Linked DNA regions of Bombyx mori: region 1 is linked to region 2. Evidence: chromatin contacts called from public Hi-C data. All regions are on one chromosome and are shown on one strand. Each heading gives the region's core, a stretch centred on a gene start, on an enhancer-like site or on the middle of the called end of the contact. The rest is flanking DNA. Distances are from core to core; before and after follow the strand shown. Region 1 overlaps LOC692876 (erythrocyte carbonic anhydrase). Region 2 overlaps LOC101736461 (A disintegrin and metalloproteinase with thrombospondin motifs adt-2).

Region 1 (5,095 bases), core at 133-2,632, 37 kb before region 2:
CCGTTTTTTTTTGAAATGGCGAGATAAAGAATACTGACAGAAGTAAACAAAGGTTACGACATAAATGTTTTTTTTTGTGAATGGCTACGGCTTTGTCTCATCATACTTGTCAACCCTCTGATGAGTATCTAATGTCATCATCTTTTGTTATTTTTAACTCCACGATAAGCGTGTGTTTTCATAACGCTTAAAAATCTAAGCTGTAGGCTCCGCCTATTTGAAGATGTCACTGATTTGAAGCAAGCAACATATTGTGCACGTGTTTGTTTTGTTCGTTGGAACGTGTTGACGTGGTTAATTTCAACTTCAAATTTGTATACTGTCGTTGAGTTTGTATTGTAAAATTCACCTTCGTTTTGAAAGCTATTTGATCATCTTTAAAAAATTGGGAATTTATTACCTACATTAATTTTATCGACAAATACACATTTCAGTTGGTTAATAAAATACGAGACGAATAAAGCAGTTTTGTATTCGCTAAAAATAAATGAAAAATATTAGAACTCATTACGATACCATCGGGAAACTATTATTTACCATCTGAAAGCGATTCATCTTAATTGATGTCTATAAAAATAAGATCGCGCAATTCTAGCAATTGATCTGCGACACCGGATGCGTATCGTCAACATCGAGCGCCAAAAATAATATTATCGGTTCCATATTATTGTGGCACGATTGTAATTCGATTCGCCATCACTAGCAATTCATTCAATTGACGAGTTCGCTTATAAAATAGTTTCCTACATGACACATGCTTAACAATATTTTTTTGTAGCAGAAATGTCAATTACCTTCAACTCATTATTTAATTTAATTTTTCTGTCTGCTTATAAAACGCCTTTTAAAAAAAAATGTATAACTGAAACAAATTTAAATTGAAGTATTTTCAAGCAATTATCAAAATAAATACCAAAGTATATGGATAAATTGAGGCCATCAACGCAAAAGTGGCCTAACCCACAATTTTTTTATAGTCAAGCTTATATTACGTATATTGGAATTTATTTAAAGTATAATAATTTTTTATGCAAAACCGGCCTATCCCCTAGTACCACCCATAGATAACAGATAGCTTTTTAAACATTATTTTTGCGCCTATTGTTTTTTTTGCTTCAAATTCATGAAAATTCCAACCTAATTGCCTCCATACTAACTATGGTAAACTTAGGCCACTTTTGCGCTGACGGCCTCAATTATCTGTGACTACGACTCGCGTATTATTGTTTTTTGTAGAGACGTCGAAATCCTATATATACTGTAAAAGAAGGAACTATCAATATTTCGGTCGAATGGATGTCACATTGTTAATGATAATCCACGTTCTTGGTTGCTATTGTCGGCTACGGTTTGAGTGGCCGATGACGACCTCGGCCTTGCTTATCGCCACAGATTTACGTCGTGGCGCCGTCGTCCGGATAAAACAAACCATCTCACTCTGTCGCCTTCGCGTTACTACGGTTCATCTCAATAAAAACTGAATTATTTAAGACATTAACAGAAAACAATAAGGTAAAACAGTAACTAAGGGTAATGGTACTAAACATACTGCCAGCACCGTAGAATTTCACTTCAGTTTGGTTTCTACTCGAAAATTTGCCTCTGGCCATCACTGGACATTTCAGCACCGAAGAGAACTAACGTAAAATAAACTAGGATGTTAACGCTATATACATACACTGCATGGAATTAGTAGGAACGATATATGCTCTCAGCGTGGCGGCCTGACAAGAACAATAACGGACTAGACTAAGGTATCTTTAGGCTCTTATCTTTAAAGACTATTACAAAACAAATGGTGCGGATGAAGGTGAAGGTGAAAATTTAGGATAAGATTAGAGGGTAATGGATGGATGATGGGATGTTGATACAAAAGGACCAGAAGGTGTTAAGGTATATTTCATACCTTTGTCTTTAAATTTCTAGTATTAGTGCTCAGTGTGCTTAGTGGGAGTTTTTAACGTTTTAACGTTCGTCTACGTTTGCCGCTAGGCCCGCTGTTCCAACTACATACAAATTTGAGTAAACTTTTACGTTATCGAGAACGTTAAAAAACTCGCACTAAGCACACTGGCGTTTTGTGCCTAATTGCTGCACAAGAATGTATCACAATTTATCTATTGTTCCGGTTTCATGGCGCCCACGTAAGGATAACCATTAATAGAATATAATTGAGATTTCGCCATATGCTCCAAGACAGATGACGGCATTTAAGTTGTGAGGTTCCCATGAGTTCCGGTAGGCATTTCCACCGCTGTCATCCTCCATCCCATCCGTACCAATAGCATTCCATAGTTTTCATAATAATTAGATAAATAAGATAAATAAGAAAATTGGAATGTAATACTATAATTAGAGTTAATAATGAAGGATAATTTGAAAATTATATTTTTGGTGTTAAAGCACACTGTCATTTCCTGTCGTTTCACAAGGTATCTCACACAATGCCTTCGATCAAAATTTTTGCAGTTATTTGATTATGTGATTTTTTGTATTTCCTGATTGTTGTTAATTATTATCAAGTATTGTTCGACAATTTCACACTGACCTTTGTTTCCGCAGTGGACCGACAGAAACAAGGTCGTTTTGGTAAAACTCAATCGAAACACAAATCAAAACGATTCACTTACTACGTAAATTTAAATTTTTCTATAGTTTTTATCAATCACCTCGCTGGTCTAGCCATCAGTCACGAGGTCCGGGTTTATTTGTAAACACTAACTTTTTTAATTTAATTGCATTGGCATTTTCAATATTCGTAGCACGGGAGAAAATATTTAAATAACAAAACGATTATTATTCTATCATGATCGTGTTGTAGAAATTCGCTCAAAGTTCATGTTCAGGTAGGTTATCAACAATGCAGACTTTATTATCCTTGTAATAATCTAAAATAGTTTTTCTTCTTAGCTATTAAGGTAATTTGGAACTGATAGATTTATTAAACAATGACCAACACACATAACCGTTTCAGAATAATAATATAATATCGAGTGACTCTACGAATTACATGGTTATTATGTATTAAATTAAATCGATTAACCTTCATCGCGAAGCAATCGTTTTTTCTCATTTGAAGGGTAGGTAACTTCTTAGTTCAATATAATTGAGAAGTTGATCTCAGTTCTCAAGGTCAGCGACGGTCTTCACTCAGTTTATTTATTTATTTTTATTTATTTATTTATTTATTACAAAAACATACAATTTTAATCATAATAACAAATATTGAAACGATGTTATCTGCTGTAGTCATAGACTGTGTTGCAGATAACAACGCCAACCCCTACACACAACGAACAATAACATATAAATTTAAATATTTCATAAACACATTATAATAATTAATTTTAAATACAATTATCAAATCAATACAATATTATTTCAAAATCTAGAAGTACAATTAGTGTATGTGTGTGTGTGTGTGTGTGTGTGTGTGTGTGTGTGTGTGTGCGTGTGTGTGTGTGTGTGTGCGTGCGTGTGTGTGTGTGTGTGTGGGTGTATGTCTGAGTGTATGTGTAGATGCGTGTTAATACCTAATATATAAATTGCTCATTACCAAAATGTGTAATCTACTCCAGTAATTCTTCCATATCTTCGTATGTAAGGGAGAAAAGCCATCTATCAATGATAATTTTAACTTCTTTAGAAATAAGTGGGTAAATATTTAGTAATTTATTTATCTTGTTGTACAGAATAGAGCTTAAATACCTATAGTGAGACCTGACTACATTATAATTTGCTACATAGATTTTGCACACTCTGCCCTGACGACGAGTTTGCGAACAGATATTAGGGTCAAAAACGAGTTCCAAATGTTTACGTAACAATGTGCTCCTAATAAAAGATTGTCTAACTCGAGGCACTTTGCAGATATCATACAATTCCTCCGTTGGAAACCTTATTGGTTTTTTAGATATTACTTTAAGCACGGCTCTCTGTGCTCTTTCCAATCTAAGTAATAATCCTTTCCTACAGCCTCCCCAAACGACAATGCAATAGGTTATGACAGAGTGTGCCAAAGCATAATAAACCATTTTCAGTATGTGGAGATCGCTTGATGTTCTTAGCTTCCGAAAGACAAAGATAAGCTTTCGTACTTTTCCAACCAAATCATTTATATGCTCTTGCCAAGATAGGGTGCCGTCAATTTTTAGACCAAGATATTTTACAGCATTAGTTCGTGAAATTTTTGGACAAAGATCATGTGTGTTCGTTTCTGAATGGCATTGATGAACAGTCAAGGAAAAGGAAAGCGGTGGCTGCGATACATTCCTCGGAGAGAAGGTAACAAATCTAGTTTTTTCCATATTAAGGGTCAACAAGTTAGTTTTAAGCCAATCAGATACTGTCGCCAGCGCTTCCTCTGCACATAAACGCGTCTCTATCCAGTTATCACCATGAACAACTACAGCTGTGTCATCAGCGTATGTAACGATATTTGTATTTTTAATTTTTAACAAGCAAAGCTCGTTTATGTACAGAAGAAATAGGGTAGGCCCAAGGACACTGCCTTGCGGGACACCGTAAGTGACAGACGCTTCTTCACTGGTGGTATTATCAATGGTGACTATTTGTGAGCGGTTAGACAGATAGCTTTGAAATATTTTGAGTGAGTGTCCCCTGATACCAATGACTTCCAGTTTACTCAGCAATATAGGTACAGATACAGTGTCAAACGCCTTTGATAGATCGAGGAAAATGGCGAGCGTTTTAGCTTTGTTGTTTAGGTGTTCTAATATAGTGGAGGTTAGTTCCAGTGCTGCGTCTTCAGTGCCTCTACCAGATCTAAAACCGTATTGGTTTTGGGCAATTATGTTATACGTTTTCAGGTAATTTAGCAGTCTCTTATTTAATAATTTCTCAAAGATCTTAGATAAGGTTGATAAAACTGATATGGGCCTGTAATTTGTAATATTCATCTTATCACCATTCTTGTGTATGGGGTGCACTAATGCTTTTTTAAAAACTGTTGGAAAGATACCGGAATCAATACAAGTGTTGAAAACATGACAAAGCACTGGAGCGAGAATGAGACCAGCCGCCTTTATTAAAGCAGCTGGTATATCATCCCAACCCACCGCACAATCCCCTCTCA
Region 2 (4,525 bases), core at 120-2,619:
GCTGAAAGGACAGGCGGATTGAAGAAATTGTTCAGATACTATTTTCAGTGCTAACTTACAAATACAAATACTAAGTACGCGTCTTAAGTTATTAGCGACCACAGCCATTTATTCTTTTTAATATTAATGGCGGTGTTCCGAGCGCGCATAATTTATTGAACTTTAGCACGGCGCACGTACATTGTGTGTAAATCTACCTGTCAACAGTGACGCCTTACCTGGACCTGTACAAAAGCCAAGTTTTTAATTTATTTTTCTATTGTAGTATTGTACGATTTGCAAATTACAATCGTTGAGCTCCGATAAGGCGCAGTTCAAGCTTGTGAAAAAATATGCAATTCAGAATTAAAACCGTTTCGTTTTATCAAGATTTAGTTTTTTTTTATTGCCCTTGTAGGCAGACGAGCATACGGCCCACCTGATGGTGAGTGGTTACCGTCGCCCATGGACTTCAGCCAGGGGCAAAGCCAAGCCGCTGCCTACCGCTTAATACTCTTCACAAGCCGTTATTATTATATTATTATAGTTATTCGTCGATTGATTTTGCTTGCTTTCTTTCCTAACTCGTTATTACATAGGTACTCTAAATTGACTAAGTATAATTAATTTAAATATTTTCAGGCAAAACTAGTCGTGTATTCAAAATAGAGTTTTTTTTTTATTTATGTGAATTTTTGTACATTAATTAATGGCAATTTAACAACAAAAAACCAGAATTACGATCTTGAAACAAAGTACAAATTTAGGCTCTAATGAACTCTCTATTTTTACCAAGTGCTTTAAGTTACTTGAAAAACTTGCTTGTTGTTTGTTGATATGTTTGGATGAGTGTGATATTTTAATTAAAAATTTGTTTGGTGGTCAAGTAAAACCCAGCCGCACCATCGCTATGATAAATGCATGAAACTCATCCGTTTACTGTAACGACTAACGCTCTACCATTCGTAAGTTTGGTGTACTAAATGTTAGAAAGGTTTTTGTTATAGCCATTGTAGATATAGGTATAGGTATAGCATACGTAGCATAGATATATCATACGGGCCACCTGATGGTGAGTGGATTTATGAATATCAGCAATGCCAGGGTGACTGGCCAAGCCGCAGCCTACGAAACGTTCATGCGAAGTGTGACTGACGAAGTGCCAACAACAACAGTACGTACAGACTTTAAATTTAGTCTGATAAGCGAAGCCTGATCTCTAAAAAACACGAAACACAAATATTCTTATCTTATAATAATTAGACGAATTATTTATTAAAATAGTACAAACTGCCCCAAAATCTAGATTTCCTACAACATTAAAACAAGCATGATAACAACCTTATCACGTATTACGCGCCGCGCGATACATCTCAATCAACGTCTCGCTTCTAACTAGTCATTACATAACGTCTTGTTCATAAATTCATATTATTTATACCCTGATATCAATCACTATCTATAGCCAAAGAATACTAATGTACTTTTTGACAAAACATAAAAAAAACTCATTGGTATTATTGAAATGTTTTATTCTTTATTCACTATAAACTTAAATTAAATTATTACACCTAAAGTTGTTTTACATGTTTTAAATTTAATTTAGTCACAATTTAAATACAATAATTGAATACTTGTAAGATAAAATAATAATAAATCGACTAGTACGTTTCCATCTTCTTTAGAATTCGGTAACTAAGTTGAGAACCAATTTTATAACTGGAAATTAGCAAGAAAATTATAATCTATAATACTTTAAGTTAATTATTCAGATTAAAATGCATTAATTAGTAAATTATATTCCTTGAAGACGAAGGTATAATGACTATACCGACTAACCACATAAACTACAAAAATATTTTGGCAAGATGATGCTGTTTACAAACTACCAAATTAAGTTAAATTGGATTAATTAAAATGGATTGGATTAAACTAAATTAAATTGAATTAATTTAAATTAGACTAAAGTTGTGCGAACTGGGTCCAAAATTTATTGGCGATGCCTTAGCCATTGTTATTATCAAACTACACTGAAACAGACCTACATAATTTAGTTATTTACTACGAAATTCTCGAGTTGTCAGACTCTGACAATTTTGTAAATATCAGTCTTTTAGCGATATTTCTGTTAATCTTAGCATATGCTTTAGTTGAATCAACTGCAATATGTTTATACTATGAAGAGGTCAATGACGTCAAATGACTTCCTTTTTCCCGTTTGACGTTTGTATCGACGTAATCGACAACTTCCCTAGTTGTTCTCCGGCGCAGTTACACTGGCCAATGTTCTGTTGGCAGTTGGCAGTCGTTAGTTATCCACACATACCAAAGTATCGGAGTACTATATTTTCTATCAACCTATCGTCTCTAAGTCAAAATTGAATTGTATTTTCAACTGTTGACATAAGAATCGATCTAATATAGTAAGTTAGTTACGTTTTTAATGTTAATCTTTGAAACATTAGTGACACATCTAAGCCTAACCGCAACTTGATTTCATACTGTAACACAGTCATAGGCGTAGTCATTTTGGCCGAAGGACTAGTTTGTCTACGTCTTGACTTCAATTAAGAGGGGTCATTTCTATGAATTTCCACGTAGTCGACTACCTCCCAGTTGTCTTCAGGTTCATCGGGTAAACTTGGAGGGAATGCGCCTCTCGTAAGAGGCACTCCATGGCTGTCTAAAGATAAATATTCTCGTACAGCCGCCTCGGCGGCTTCATCATCAGGAGTGGTCAAAGCACGAGCGTTAAACGACCCGCCAATGTCCTGAGATGGCAACTCCCAAATGTGGTATTGCGTTGACATCTTGAAATTCTGTAAACATACACAATAATGTTACATGATTTGAATGTGAGACATCATTTTACTATATAGGTAGTTATTAGGTACTAGCTAGACCCGTCCGCTTCGCTGGGCATTTAAAATTAACATTATTATTTCTCACCCCCACAAAAATTATCATCATTAACGCCCCCGCAACTGGTGTAGGGAGTCCCAACACTCCTATAAATATTAGCCTATCCATTAAGTATATGTGTTTTCTACATGGGTACCAAGTTTCAAGTCAATCGTATGCATGGTTCCGTAGTTATAATGGAACATCCGTAAAAACCACTGTACATTTATATATTAGTATAGATAGTTATTGCATCTTATTTTAGGTTTTGTTGTTTACGAATTGAGTGTTTTTATATTCTCATAAGCTTTAGTACATTCAATTAAGCACAGATTTCGTGTTTATGTATGCATACAGTTTTTTGATGAATATATTGAAAAGCAATAGATCCATTTGAAAAAATAGATGACAGACTATTAAAGTTCTGAAACACTCTTAAATGTTGATCTCATTTAAATTTATAAAATGGTGTACTTTCTTCTAGCATGAAATTAGAAAGCAAATAAATTCATAATTAAAACTTCTTTTACAGTTGAATCTCGCGGTTTTTATTGTCATCATATTATTGCCGATACTACGAATACTTTATTGTTTTCGTGGTCATGGACGGATTGCATGTATGGTGCGCGAGGTCATCAAAATGAAAGAAGCAGCCTAACTTCAATAGAGAATGTGGTTGATGCTTATCTAATAGGATCCTTTATTGTAAACATGAAAACCCATGTCAAACAAACTGCCAAACCACAAGATCCTATTAGTCTGTTTTGTGTGAAATGAAACGTACCTATGTGTCTATTTAAAAGAAAAACTATAACACCTTAGTCGTCCGTGGCCACGAAAACTGTTTATAATGACAATAAAAAACGCGAGATTAAATCGTAAAAGTAGGTTTAATTAGTTATGTCTACGAATCGCGAAACCAAACAAAAACTAAATAATTCTATTATTATATAACTGAACAGATTTTTTTCTTTTCGTTGATAAGCTGTATTTGTGGATAGTTTTTTTATTATTATTATGGGATAGTGAAAATAACGGTCAACATGCGAATCAGACATTAATAAAAAAAGATTTTTAAATAGTATAAAACATATTTAAGACACAAAAGGATTATTTTCTCTCATAATAATTGTGGGTTGGAAATTTGGTATCGACAACAAATTGTCACTTGAAAAACTACTTATGACGAATTTTCTCAAATAGCCTTTCGGCCAAACCGTTTCTTACAGTCCATTAACTATTTCAATTAATCTCATTTCTAGTTGCCGCAAATGATGCAAACCTTCGCTTAGCAGTGCCGCGTATAGAGACACAGTACAATACGTAGCCTTGTGTACTTCCGTTCATTAGTATGACATTAACATTTCCAGTAAAGCTACTGTTGTAATAGGTTATCTAACGTGTTAGTTCGAATATTAAGATATGGTCAAATAACATAGGTGTTTTTTTTACTTTATTGATACAAGTTTGCTTTACCAAAATAAATAAACAATCCATCAGCTTGTTTTTTGAGATAATTTAATTTTCTTATGTCGCTATAGGAAGACGTGAATGCAATTTATTATTTAATAACAGTCTGCTTATCTGATTAGAAGATACTGGTAGACCCCGAACTAATACTTCTACTTAATTAATTGCAGTATTA

Evidence for each region. Hi-C and Micro-C count contacts between places; a contact is called where the count stands out from the background.
Region 1: a Hi-C map of whole pupa shows a contact between it and region 2, with 1.8 times the contacts expected there. The contact joins two enhancer-like sites. A contact is called at or near these places in 3 of 7 Hi-C or Micro-C datasets (an unstated tissue and whole pupa).

What each region holds. Positions count from the first base shown.
Region 1 is chr5:7,743,463-7,748,557 of ASM3026992v2, reverse strand. All of the region lies in intron 1 of LOC692876 (erythrocyte carbonic anhydrase), which reads right to left. Among protein-coding and RNA genes, the nearest start is that of LOC134198907, 4.6 kb to the right of the region's middle. Within about 2 kb of position 1,382, at least 2 of the 8 cell types and tissues checked have open chromatin away from gene starts, as enhancers often do.
Region 2 is chr5:7,707,310-7,711,834 of ASM3026992v2, reverse strand. LOC101736461 (A disintegrin and metalloproteinase with thrombospondin motifs adt-2) reads right to left here. Exons shown (of 13, transcript XM_012695730.4): 13 at 1,495-2,798. The coding sequence ends at 2,547. Among protein-coding and RNA genes, the nearest start is that of LOC110386270, 6.2 kb to the right of the region's middle. Within about 2 kb of position 1,369, at least 6 of the 8 cell types and tissues checked have open chromatin away from gene starts, as enhancers often do.